2 separate regions of the Danio rerio genome follow, and region 2 is linked to region 1. A link is a contact called in public HiChIP or PLAC-seq data. All regions are on one chromosome and are shown on one strand. The core of a region is the stretch at or near the end of the contact, and the rest is flanking DNA. Distances in the headings are between cores, read along the strand shown. Region 1 holds the start of mpst (mercaptopyruvate sulfurtransferase). Region 2 holds the start of bptf (bromodomain PHD finger transcription factor).

What was found. HiChIP or PLAC-seq counts read pairs in DNA pulled down with a chosen protein or histone mark.
Region 2: a contact with region 1 is called in an H3K4me3 HiChIP or PLAC-seq map of gastrula embryo, with 4 times the contacts expected there. The contact joins the promoter of bptf here to the promoter of mpst in region 1. A contact is called at or near these places in 2 of 4 datasets of contacts at active chromatin or transcription factors (embryo and gastrula embryo).

The regions. Positions count from the first base shown.
Region 1 is chr3:23,906,986-23,913,961 of GRCz12tu, reverse strand. It overlaps mpst (mercaptopyruvate sulfurtransferase), which reads right to left and starts at 3,330. Exons shown (of 2, transcript NM_001089346.1): 1 at 2,654-3,330; 2 at 312-1,289. The coding sequence starts at 3,242. The coding sequence ends at 988. trnac-gca (transfer RNA cysteine (anticodon GCA)) reads left to right here and starts at 3,465; the gene lies at 3,465-3,536. It overlaps LOC141381198 (a long non-coding RNA gene), which reads left to right. Exons shown (of 6, transcript XR_012400986.1): 6 at 1,014-2,477. si:ch211-256m1.8 reads right to left here. Exons shown (of 4, transcript XM_001335646.8): 4 at 4,999-6,976. The coding sequence ends at 5,505.
Region 2 is chr3:24,161,791-24,167,916 of GRCz12tu, reverse strand. It overlaps bptf (bromodomain PHD finger transcription factor), which reads left to right and starts at 2,837. Exons shown (of 31, transcript XM_073944489.1): 1 at 2,837-3,546. The coding sequence starts at 3,066. trnas-aga (transfer RNA serine (anticodon AGA)) reads right to left here and starts at 984; the gene lies at 903-984.

The sequences.
Region 1 (6,976 bases), core at 2,081-4,580:
TGTCCAACACAAAATCTAGATGGCACTATGACTTTCATGAATAGTATGATTCTAATTTGTAATCATATTCAAAATTACAAACTCAATGAATAGTTTGCAAGTTCTGCACTCAAGCATCGAGTTAATTTGAGTTTTTCCTTCAAACGGATGATGTTTGCTCTAGGTAGGATTTGCGCTCCTGCATCAGTCTTGAGTCAACACGACAGCGCCACCACGCGGACAGAAAAAAAACTATTAACAAGACGAGTAATGTGTTTAGAGTACATTTCTTAAAAAAAATTAAAAGAAAACAGAACAACTGGGTTCAATTACTTGGATTTTACTTGTTTATAAAACTAGTAAATAGTAACAGATCAATCGCATGTTGCCAGAAAAATATCTGATGAGACAAATTACAAGAAAATTAACTTAATGTTATGGATATAATAACAGTCTTGTAAATAGATTATTTTTGTAGGTGGTTTTGACAATTACAATCAAAGGTCATTAGGCCCATTCAAATCAAGGACATTAACTTTAACCTAGATATGCAGGTATAAAAACTTACTTTAATACATAAGTCTTTAACAACTGAACTTAGAAACACTTCCAATCGATAACCCGTAAATCACTTACTAATCAGCCTTAGTTAAAAGCACCAAATTATTTAAGGTGACACAAATATGCATCACATGTTTACAATAAGCAATGCTATTTTACTTTGACTAGGACAATTATATAGTAATCAAAGTTTTTGAAGTGACCAGACCATAAATTCAGGATATTTGGCAGCTTAATTGAGCTATGAATTGGTAAAGCATAATGATATACTTATGTCTAATTTTAACACCCTTCCAAGGTGTAAATAACTGTAACCAGAAATAGACTTTAGTTCTTAAACAATATTAGTACAAAAAACACAGTGATTTTTTTAAAAGTCTAGTGATTCTATTGGTCATCAGTTGTTTATTGATGAAAAGGTGCCGCATGGGTCTAAGACACCATTAATCATGGCTGTTTTCCTTTTCCCTCAGAGATGATGTGTTCAGGTGCAGCTTTGGTGAACCACTCGGACCAGGCCCCATCATACAGACTGACCCCCGGGTGTCCGCACAGGTGAGCAGCGAGGGCGATGTGACAGGCTGTTACACCTGAGCCACAGGTCACCCAGAAGGGCTTCTGCAGGTCAACTCCAGCTTGCTGGAAGAGCTTGGTTAGTTCCTCCACCGGACGTTCTAGACCTGACTCTGGGTCCATGAAGCTTGGAAAAGGCATGTTGAGTGATGCAGGGATGTGACCAGGCTCTGTGTCTAAGGTGAGAAAATAAAAACCAATGATATATTGGCATTTCTGACAAATAAGTTTTGATCTTACAGTGGTGTATTTCTGTGTACAAATTGATATAAATGTGATCACAGGGTACATATTAATACTTAAGTAAAAATGTGTTCTTCTTAAAATTTGTAATGTATACTTTTGAGGTACCAATATGGAACCTTCAAGTACAAATGTGTACCTTTTGAAAAGTTACCACCCCAGTGACAGCTCACGTACCTTTATTTCTGAGAGTGTATTGTCATTTATTAGGCAAATAGCAAACTAGCCAGAACTTTTCTCAGTTAGAATTTGGATATTCAAATAAAAATTTAAATAAATGAAAACATAATCACAATAAAAGAGCTTGATGATTTTTCTAGCCTCTCTTGTAAAAAAAAAAAGGACATTTGAATGAAAATTTATGGATAACAACAATAGCCAAATTAATATTGAAAACAATTATAAGATGGGCCGTTTTTGGTGCTTCACACCTTTTTATCTGTAATTTTGTGTTTCAAGAATAAGGTCCAAGATTTAGAATAAAAGTTAATTGTAAAATGTTTCTCTAGTTAAAAACAATACAGTAGCGAAGGATGACCTCACTTACATCAGATTATATGTTTTCTTGCACAGCTGGATGTTGCACTAATAAAAAAAATATATAGTTTGCATAGGCCAAAACTGATTAGCTAAAGTCACACAAAAGCGATTGCCAACAGAGCATTCTGCTTGTCGTAAAGCCTTTTTTAATGGGCAATTTTTACAATTTATGATGGTGCAGCAGTCAAAATAGGACAAGTTAGCTCATGTTTGGGACTCATTTTGGACCTTTGTCACTGAGGGGTGGGTCTTTCGAACCACCCGAACCCCCCTAGCAACAGGTTTGCATAGTTGTAGCTTTTAGCTAAAAATCTCAACTGTCACTTTGACCATTAGCACATTCGTCAGTGAATTAACAAACATTTAAATGACATTTAATATTTTGGATATTTCTGTTTGTAAGATATTAAGAAAACAAAAAACTGAGCAGATGAAATTGATTTAACACAGAAGTATATTTTTGAGATGTTTTCCTGTTATTATAATCAAAATATTTTTAAATAAAGATACACTTATGTGATTTTAAGTCTTGTTAGGTGAAAATGTAGCTATCAAAATTAAGGGAGTTTATGCTTTAATCAAGAATAAAAAAAATACCCAAAACAAACAATTCAAAGTTAAAGGTTTTAGAAAGTGTCCCCTGATTTAAGAGTTTCGATTATTTATTTGTTTTTATTTACAATTTTGAAAGTTATTGGCACATTGTTTTGCAGAAAAATTAATGCAATAACAGCTATAACAAACAATCCTTACGTACTTGCCCTTGGCTCTGGTTCAACCCCACGAAATCTCCCATTGGCTCTGGCGTCCACTACTTGAAATTCCTTAGTTTTAATGTTGTTCAACACGTCTTCATAAGTTTTGACCCATGACTCTTTAAAGGACGCTTTGAAGTCTACAGGCGCATGTTTGCTGTACTGCTGGGAAACAGGATGACCCTCTTTTAACCAGTTCTTGAAGCCACCGTCCAGAACCGACACCGAACTGTGCCCAAACACTCGAAACATCCACCAAACCCGCGGTGCGGAGAACGAACCGAAGTCGCTGGCATCGTAAACGACGACATGAGTGTTGTTTCCTATACCCAGGTTACCCACATAGTCTGCAAACTCGCCCTTGGTAGGCAGCATGTGATCAAACTCCGAGCTTTTGTCGCAACATTCGTCGATGTCGAAAAACGAGGCTCCCGGAATGTGCGTTTGTTCAAACTCAGCCCTGGGGTTACGTTTCATTTTTGGTAAATACCATGATGCGTCTAATATCCGCAGATTTGGTCCCACTCGGTTGCTTTTGACAGCGTCTGCGAGCCACCGGGCCGCTACGAGAGCTCTAGTTTGAGCGGCCATTACACTCATGCGCCTCTGCGGGATAACAGCCGTCTATATTACGAACAGATAACACCGACACAGAGGGTTAGAAATGGCTATTTTATTTATTTATTTTTTGACGATAGAAAATGACAATAATGAGGTTCTTATTATTAAAATGTACATTTTACTATTAAATACGTTATTTACGACTATGAACCTTCTGGATATGTGGGATGGAAATCCCCGCTTCCTCTGCGAGGGGGTATAGCTCAGTGGTAGAGCATTTGACTGCAGATCAAGAGGTCCCCGGTTCAAATCCGGGTGCCCCCTGGTAATATCTGTTTTTTTCCCAATTGTGACTTTTAAGAATTTCTAGTGATCTGCTAACATTTTTAAACACACTGCAATCAGATAAAAGCAGAACAGTGGCCTTTCTAAGACATTTCAATCATCTTTTAATTGCATTCACAGTGTCTTTTGCATTGCAGTGGTATTTAGCAAGAAACACTTAATAGGAAATGATTATAGATTGATTTGGTGTTTTTTTATGACAGATCGCCCCTTAGATACTGAGCTTTAATGTTTTTACATTCTTTCATATTTATTTTCGTTTTTCTTCAATATTCTTGCAAATAACTGACTTGCTTGTATTATAAATGTGCAACATTAAATTTTTAAGCTAAAGTAGGATTTTTGTAACATTAAATAAAATAATTTAACATGAATGAATAGAATTGATGCATTAAAAGTAGATAACCTCATATATATATATATATATATATATATATATATATATATATATATATATATATATATATATATATATATATATTATGCCTAATATATTAATACTAGTTCTGAACTTATAGTTCACAAATTTTTTTAATTAATATGCAATTAAATATATATAAAACTAGTATTGTAAAATTGTGTTGACATGTATGAGAAAGTTGCATTTAATTCAGAATTGTGTTTTTTAAATTGATAGTGACATTGTAAAAATGAATAGTTGGTTTTAATTTGCTCATCCTGAGGCCATCAGATATGACCATTTTAATTGTAGCCCTAAAGGGAATTATGTTGTAAATAATGCTCAGTTCCTTACACAAATGATTGTTTTGCTTCAAAAGACCTCAATGTATCTTCAAAAGTTACAGGTGTTCATTTTATTTTGCCTGTATATGTGTTTTTAATTACTCTCAAATTGTTTGGTAGATGTTTACTTGCATTTTATGAACAACCAATGATTAGAGTTTTTTTAATGTTCTACTTAGAAACAATGGCACCCGCTGTAGATCTTGAATGACTTAAAGGTGAGTAAAATAACAGCAAATTTTCCAAAGGGCATCTGTTTCATTTATTAAGATTTGTTTAGTTATATCCTAAAATATTTTATCAAATTATTCTGGTTCAAGCCATAAGTTGTCGGATAGATTTTTGTCACTGCTTATTTCCCCTATGTGACTTTTTTGAGTTGGAGAAAGAAGCACTGGTTTCTTTCAGTAAATGTTGTTGTCAGTTTGTGAAATTATTATTATTATTATTATTTTGTAGTTTGTCACAATATTTATTGGTAGTTTGTAGAAGGTATGCAGTTCTGTAGGAGTGAGTGTTGGTCATGACAATTAAACGAAAGTTTTAGCACAGCTCTAATGCTGTTTTACACTTATTAGCAGTTGTGAAAGAAGGGATTTTATGGCTTATTTTTAGATGATGATTAATATCTAATCTTGATTTTGGTACTGAGATTACTTAATGATAAAAATGATTTTAAAAAGAAAGGCATTAAGGGTTATTGTTATGCATTTTTATTATCACCTTGAAATAATGTTGTAAAATAATACAGTTTTAGCAATCAGCAAGCAAGTTTTAATGCATTCATATAAGCACAAAGAAAGTGTTAACAGATAAGAAAGAAAATGCAAAGTAATACTTGTCTTGATAAATAAATGCACTATTACAATTCTATAAAACTTTAAAGGCTCATAAGTTCTTACAATACATGTTTAATCTTAACTAAAACAATGTCAGTAAATGCATTGAAGAAATAAAAACTGTTTTACATTTGTGAATATATTTAACTGTCAGTCAAGGAAGTTCAAAACTTTTTGCTAGAAAATTAAACATTTAACCATTTGAAACATGATTTCTAAGATTCTTCTTGAGAGTATATTTTCCATTTATTTCTTACATTAGATCAAGCTGTAATGCTACAAAACTGTCGATATAAATACTGAGTATTTGTAAATGTTGAAAGTCCATGAACATGATAAATCATTTAAGGACAATGTGCACCATTTAAGGCAAAAACTTCTTTGCTTTCAGCCTAGGTATGATTTGCATGTCCCTGACATCATTGTGCTGCAGAAGCCAGCATAGGTATCTCTCTGTACCCATACCCCATCCGCTTGTAAGAAGAGGCATGACTTGACGCATGTTGATGTACCATTTGTATGAGTCCTCTGGCACAGCATGGTGTTGTAAGGCCTCTCGTACCATGTCTGGTGTAGAATGACGTTCCCCAAGCCCTACCGTCTCTCCTAAGCCCAAGAGAAGGTCAGCTGCCTTGGCTTTGCTCTGGCCTGAATCTTCGATATATGCTTGGTAGAAAGGCACTCCAAGATGGTCCATTTCTGTCAGCCAAACAGCACCTCCATACTTCTCAATTAGGACCTTTTCTCCCTTTCGAGTTAGCTTCCTACCAAACTGTGGTTGTCCCTCCTGAACCCACTCAAGGCAATCGGAGGAAGGCATAATGTGAATGGCTTGATCCAAGGCTACTCTTGGAAGGGGACCTTCTAAATTCTTAAGTAGTTCCTGGGCATGAGAGAGTTTACCAGCAGTGTTTAAGATAATGTCAGAATGTTGCTTTAGCATTGCCTTTGTCAAATGGGCAACATAGCCTTCAGCTATACTCATGGCAACATCCATGTCACCCAGGAGCTCACATTCCACATGGTAGAACTGGTTGAGATGTGTAGCATCAGGATCTTCCCCTCTGAAACTGGGGGATACATAGTAAGCCCCAGGAAGTCCATCATGAAATCTCAGGAAGTACTCTAAAACAAACTGCATAGAGTCTGCCAGATACACATCTTGGCCTAGCATGTTGACAAACACGGGCTCAGAGTCTGACCCCAGACCCATTGGAGAGGAAATTGTGTCTGTCGTGATTGGTGTCAGTGCATAACCATACTTGCATTTGTTGTTGAAGTACTCCACTGTGCTATGAAACAGGGTGTTTTGGATTTGAAAGAGATTGCGATACCATTTGCTGTTGATGGCTGATGAGGCATGAGTCAGGGGGTCTTGCCAGGACTGAGGGGGAATAGTTTTTGTGATTTTGGAGTGGATCTCTGAAAGGTCCTCTTCATTTGCTGGGGGACCATCTACTGATGTTACATATCCTTTATAAGTTGGACAGAACTGAGGAGCCACAGCTGGGGGTTTTGGGGCATTAGTCTGAGGAACTAATGGAATCAGTTTTGCATGGGCATAATCAATTTCAAATCCTTCAAATATGATAGCCACACCACGGGCATTCATTGCATCTTGTAGAAGATGAGCAACCTTTCGTACTGCCACAATTAGATCTGTATAGTCGCTTTTATTCATCCTGAAGATGTCACTAGTATGTGGTTTTCTTGGCACAAGAACTGTAAGCCCTGGTGTATTTGGAAGAGGAGTTAGGAAGGCTACATGTTCATTGTCTTCCCAGATGCGCCACTGTTGCTCTTCACCACGAATAATGCGGGGGAAAAGGCCATCAT
Region 2 (6,126 bases), core at 1,588-4,087, 250 kb before region 1:
ACGAAGAAACCGGCAGAAACCCTGTAGGCCTATATATTATTTACATATGCAATACATAATTAAGAACAATAGGCGGACAATTTATTATTTGAAATATAATCTATGATTAAATTTTTTAAACATTTTTCTTTTAATGCCCTCGATACAACTTATATATAATAAAACAACTGGTATAAGTTTCAGTAACATGCAATACACCTAAATCAAACCCAAATCTAACCCAAGCCTAGAGTATTAAATTATGGATAAATATAAAATCATAAATTAAAAAAATATATTAAAACATGTTTTTAATCAAATCTGGGTTAAATAAGTAATGTTGATTACATTTTTATTTGTTTGTTTAAATTATATAAGATTCAAATTAGATGTTTTTTTTAATCAATATAATTATTATTTTGACATCAACAATTTACAGATTCATTTCAGTATACATGTAAACATTCTTTTCTTACCACTCTCACATGACAGAACACATCGAGATGATCTGTAAAATAAGGGATAATCAATGGCTTTTCGTGCGTTGAAGGATTTTAATGCACGACGTAGAGGCGAAGGATTCATCGGTTTCCTGCGCAGCATATGCTAGTTGTAATGGTAATTATAAACGTTTGGTTTGGGAGAAGCGCATTTATTTCGAACTGTGATCAAAAAATGACTGGAACTACCTGTGCGTTTCAACCAAAATAATGCACAACCTCCAGCCAATCAGAATCAAGAATTTCAACAGTCCATGCAATAAGAGGAAATAACGTTAAACAAGTAAACAATAATGACAAATAAAAGATTAAAGCAACGAAGAGTCAAACTTAATTAGATGTTTCTTAATGAGATTTTTATAGACATTTTGTGGTTATACAGAAATGTAACTAATTTATCAGAAGTGTGAAAAAAAAGACTTCCGTAGTCGGCAGGATTCGAACCTGCGCGGGGAGACCCCAATGGATTTCTAGTCCATCGCCTTAACCACTCGGCCACGACTACTTGCTGTATATGCTTCGTTGGCAGCAGTTTTGAATAAAAACACATCGTGTATGAAATGACATGACATGCTTTTTTTGTAATATCGGCTTTATGCCACCACGTTCTAAAAGAACACAGTAAACGCGTATTTCTTATTACGTCATAACAGATTCGAATTGTAGAATCAGGGCATCAAAACAGAATGTGTTCGACTTCACATGCTACTAATAACACTACAGATCATTGGAATGACCTACTTCTACAAACAAAAGTGTACTACACAAATAAACTACACAAATGTCATGTTTCATGTATTATCGTTACACCGTCGATCTCATTCCCAACCTCGCCACCAGAGGTCCCTGTTACTCCAGTATTGATTGTTGTGTAGGCATTATGTTATTGGCACGTTGTAAATGTCTTGATCAGGTCTTGATCTATTCTATTTAATAATTCTCCTCCCAAACATTGAGTTTTGGAGTATGATGAGTGGGTCTATTTGAGGTCTTCATTGTTTTAGTTTGTCATCTTTTATTTTGGATGTAAATATGCATCAAAGCTTCATCTATGAATTAAGACACATTCTTAACCACTCTGGACCAAACCTAAAGCTTAGGAAAGCAAAATGAATTGAAATGGAAAACATAACAGCTAACTAGATTTTAATTAATCAAATAAATATGACATCAGTTATTAAAATGTGTGAGCAAGACATTGAAAGGTATGTGAGGTTATGATCCTATCTCAGTGTTTTTGTGATGGGGATTAATCAAGAACAGCGTAAAAATTGTTTTAAACACACACACACACTCACACACTTTTTATATAATTTAAAATACTTTCTGAAATTATTTGGAAAATGAATATTCGTTGCACAAATTCAAGTCTACAAAACTTGTGTTTGCAGCCAACAGGCAGAAAGCCATTCTGTTCCCATATAATCTTACACACACTAACAATGATATATATATATATATATATATATATATATATATATATATATATATATATATATATATATATATATATATATATATATATATATATATATATATATATATACTTTGAAACTGCTGAGAAAAACCATACATACTCATATTGAATAGCTTAAAATGTTATCTGTGCATTTATATCAGTTTCAAATATTTAGAAAGCTTTATTCCTTGTTATATAATCAGTCTAATAAATGGATTTAAATGTGTATCTAGAAAAAAATACTTTTTAATAATAATAAAATATTTATCAATTTAACTTAATGGCTGTATCACATTAAATGTATGAAATATTCAATAACGTATTTATAGCCTATATGTTTGACCAACAGATTACATTATATGAGAGGCACATGCCATCAGACATGTTTGATTCTTTGAAGTAAAATGTTCAGTTTTCTGAGCATGTCAAATCCAGATATGACAGATCACACAATTATTGATGATGATTTTGTAAATCTATTTTTTTTATAATTATATATAAATAAATATCTTTTAAACTAATAAACATTACATTGTGGGTATTTTCATCTTGCCAAAATGGAAAAACGAAGTGCAACACCTATTCAAACTTATTTTTGTTCACACTGTAACTCTGGCGAGTATGTTTCAGTCAGCCCTCCATCTCAATGAACCGGCTGAAGGTAACACGTAGAAGAAAATGGAGAACAGATGACAAGAGGCACTGCTCAGAAACAACACTAAAACCAGCAGATGCACGCAAAGAAAGACATTTTCTCGTGCTTAGGCGCCTAATAGCAGCACCACGCGCTCTGGACGCGTGTTGACAAACGCAAAACGCAGCAAACATCGTGGTGAAAGTAGCGAGCGTTGAGTCGGAGCGCCGGTCACGTGACGCCAGCACGGGCCTGCTGTCTGTTGTCAGCGGACGGAGAGGGAGGAAAGAACATGGCGGCTGCGAGCGACCTGAAGCGGGGCGCCGGGCGATCGTTTTGAGCTTTCTCTCGTTAACCGAGACCGGGGCTCCGCGGGACTAGTGCATTCGCACCTGCGAGGGATCAACTTTGCGGTGGTGCCCGAAATTCCGGGTTTGCTGCGTGTAAACTGCAGGCAATACGCGAAACTGAAGAGAATAGATTTTTATCCATAATGAGGGGGAGACGAGGCAGGCCGCCCAAAGCCCAGCTGGTGCAGGAGCCCTCAACGGGGCCGGTGCGCGGGCTGAGACCCCGCCGAAGCTTGAAACCGAAGGTGAAAGGGGGCTCGGATGAGGATTATGTCACTCCGAAACGAGGGACCCATCACCATTCAACACGAGGCCGGAGAAAAGCGCGATCCACGGCATCGAGAGGCAGAGGAAGAGGCAGGGGGACGGCCAGAGGCAGGGGGCGGCGGAGCACCGCGAGCGGGGTGGTTTACGACGACCACGAGAGCGATGAGGACGACGAAGATGCGGTCAGTTTGAGATCGGAGGAGGACGAATACATCGAGGAGCCTCTGACGGACGAAGAGGAGGAAGAAGAAGAGGAGGAGGCCATCAACGACGAGTCCGACTACCTGGAGGAACTGGACGAATTGGATGAAGACGATGCGAGTTACTGCACGGAGAGCAGCCACGGCAGCAACACAGGTACGGACGCTTCGTCGGACCCACGAATTGCTGATAAGTGCGCTGCGATGAGTGCGAAATTAAACTTGAACGCTCGCTCTTTTGTTGACCAAAACACTCAAAATGGATCCTGGTGCTTTTCTATGCTGGCAGAGGCCGCTGGTTTAGCACTTAGCTTTAGCGCGGCAGTGCTTTATTGTGGTTAAATTAAGATTGCATGACGTTATCGCGATGAAAAAGGTTTAGAATTAAACATTGGACCTAATTTGACATTGCACAATAGTGAAACAGATTTTAAAGTCATTAACAAAAAGTTAGCTTCACTCGTCAATTATGTATTTGCTAACATTAGCCTGTTAGCGTATTAAATTAAGGCATCCTTTTTGCATTTTTATTGAATGATTTTAAATAATTCTTTCTAATCATATGACTGTTTTTGTGTTGTGACAGTAATTGGATCTGTTTTTAAGTCCACTCACGAGAACTGCAAAAGTTTGTTAGCCCGTCATCTGGCTAATTGATTTCGCGCTGATAAGATAATTTATTATTAAAATTAATCGCGTGTTTCTTAAACCTTCTTCTAACTGGGGCAAAATGTGTCATTTGGGTGTTTGCTTACTATCCGGCCTGATTTGCATGAGTGTATGGTTGTCTGAGTGCTGTTTGCACCACGTAGCCAGGGCTGAAGTGCAGCTAATGACAGGACAGCATGCGGCCGATTGTTTTGAAATCCAGCGCCAGTGCCGTTGCACCTGACGCGGGGAGGAAGTTTAATTTCGACCCGCTACTGTGTCATGCTCGAGCATGACGTCATAGTGACACTTATGATGTAGTCTTTGTTGTTGTTAAAGTTCTTCACCCGACCTGTAAGATGGAAACAGTCCTGCAATCAGTTTTTGAATGATGGATGTGTTAAACATCAATTTCCAGCAACTGTTTTCAATATCCGTGTGCTGTGAAATGGAATTTATTTCAGGGATGGAAAAGCTGATTTTTACACTCACTTGATATTTTGAAAATCATTCTGATTTGCTTTTAAACAAACATTTTTGGTTGTTAACAGTGTAAAAAGCATTATTCTGCTTCATGTTTTGGGAACAGTGATTGATATTTTTGTGGATATTTTGGTTAATTTAAAGTTCAAAGCAATTATTTGAAATGGAAGGCTTTTGTAATAATTGAAGTTTAATAATGTCACCCAATCATAGTTTTACATTGTGTCCAATTAAAATATATTTTTTTATATTTTTCTTTCCACAATTTAAAATTTATTTGCTTTAGTTTTTTCATAGATGTAAAAATGCTGATATCACATTGTTAGATACAAGATGCATCAGATTCTGTTAGATATCTGTACTTGCAAATGTAATAGCAATACATTACATTAAAATGTATTACAAATGACACAATTCAAGAATGCAGAACTGACAATCCTGGACAGACACAGGAGCATTATTAAAAAGCATTAAATGCCATTACAACCTGGGAATATTTTTTAAAGATAAAGTTTATCCAAAACTAAAATTTTTCATTGTTTACAGTTGCCAACTTATTTACCACAGAAGATATCATGAAGAATGTTGTAAACTGGTAGCCATTGACTTCAGTTGTATTTCTTTTCCTTAGTGTGGAGTTTTTTTTTTTTTTACATTCTTCAAAATATCCCTCTTTGTGTCCATCAGAAAAAGTATATAATGAGTATAGATATGAATGAGAAGCTTCTGACTGAATTAAAAATATTTATTTTAGCTTCAGTTGTTTTCATCTGAAAGAAAACAGACACCTAGGATGACTTGAGATTGAGTAAATGGTGGTACAGTTTTTATTTTTGAATGAACTACTGCTTTAAACGTTAACTTGTTGCCTTTTCAACACATGGGTTGTTGATAAGATTTTGCCTTTTCACTGTCACACATGACAAAAATTAATAGAATAAGTATTGTCATAAAAATGCAGTATTTAAAATGCAGAAAAATGGGTAAATGTTTCTTTAATTGACCACTTGTTATAAAAACCACTGTGTTGTTAAATTTTTTGAAACATCTCTGAGCCAAATCTCAAAACTGTCATGCCACTAAAACTTGGTTGGTTCTCTTTTAGTGTGACACTGACAATTTATTTAAATTGTCCAACTAGTGGATAAGTCACACTTATGCTTTTTGTATATATTTTTTTACTTTTTCTCCCTCATTTTACTGTCATGCCTTATAATGTTTTTAACAGTTCAGTAAAAGCACAGTGTCCGCAGGGTCTTAAAAAGGCTTAAAATTCACTGAAATGTGGTGTTGTAGGTCTTAATTTTTCTTTTTCCTTGTAAAGCTACCCAATCGGTACAACAACAATTCATCTGAATTTTACCAATATGGTTTAATTATCTTTCTTACATCCTTAAAATAACACTTCTTAAAAGTTCTCCATGTATTTATGCATAAAAGTATGTTGTTCAAAAATTTGTAGTTTGTTATTGTTTTTAAATCTTGTTTTTTTAAAGGAAGTTATTATAATAAAAAATAGCTTGTTTCAACACTGTTTAAAATATGTTGCTAAGAAATAACTGCATTTTTATTTTAATGGGGCAAGTTTGGAAAAGATCTGCTGGCC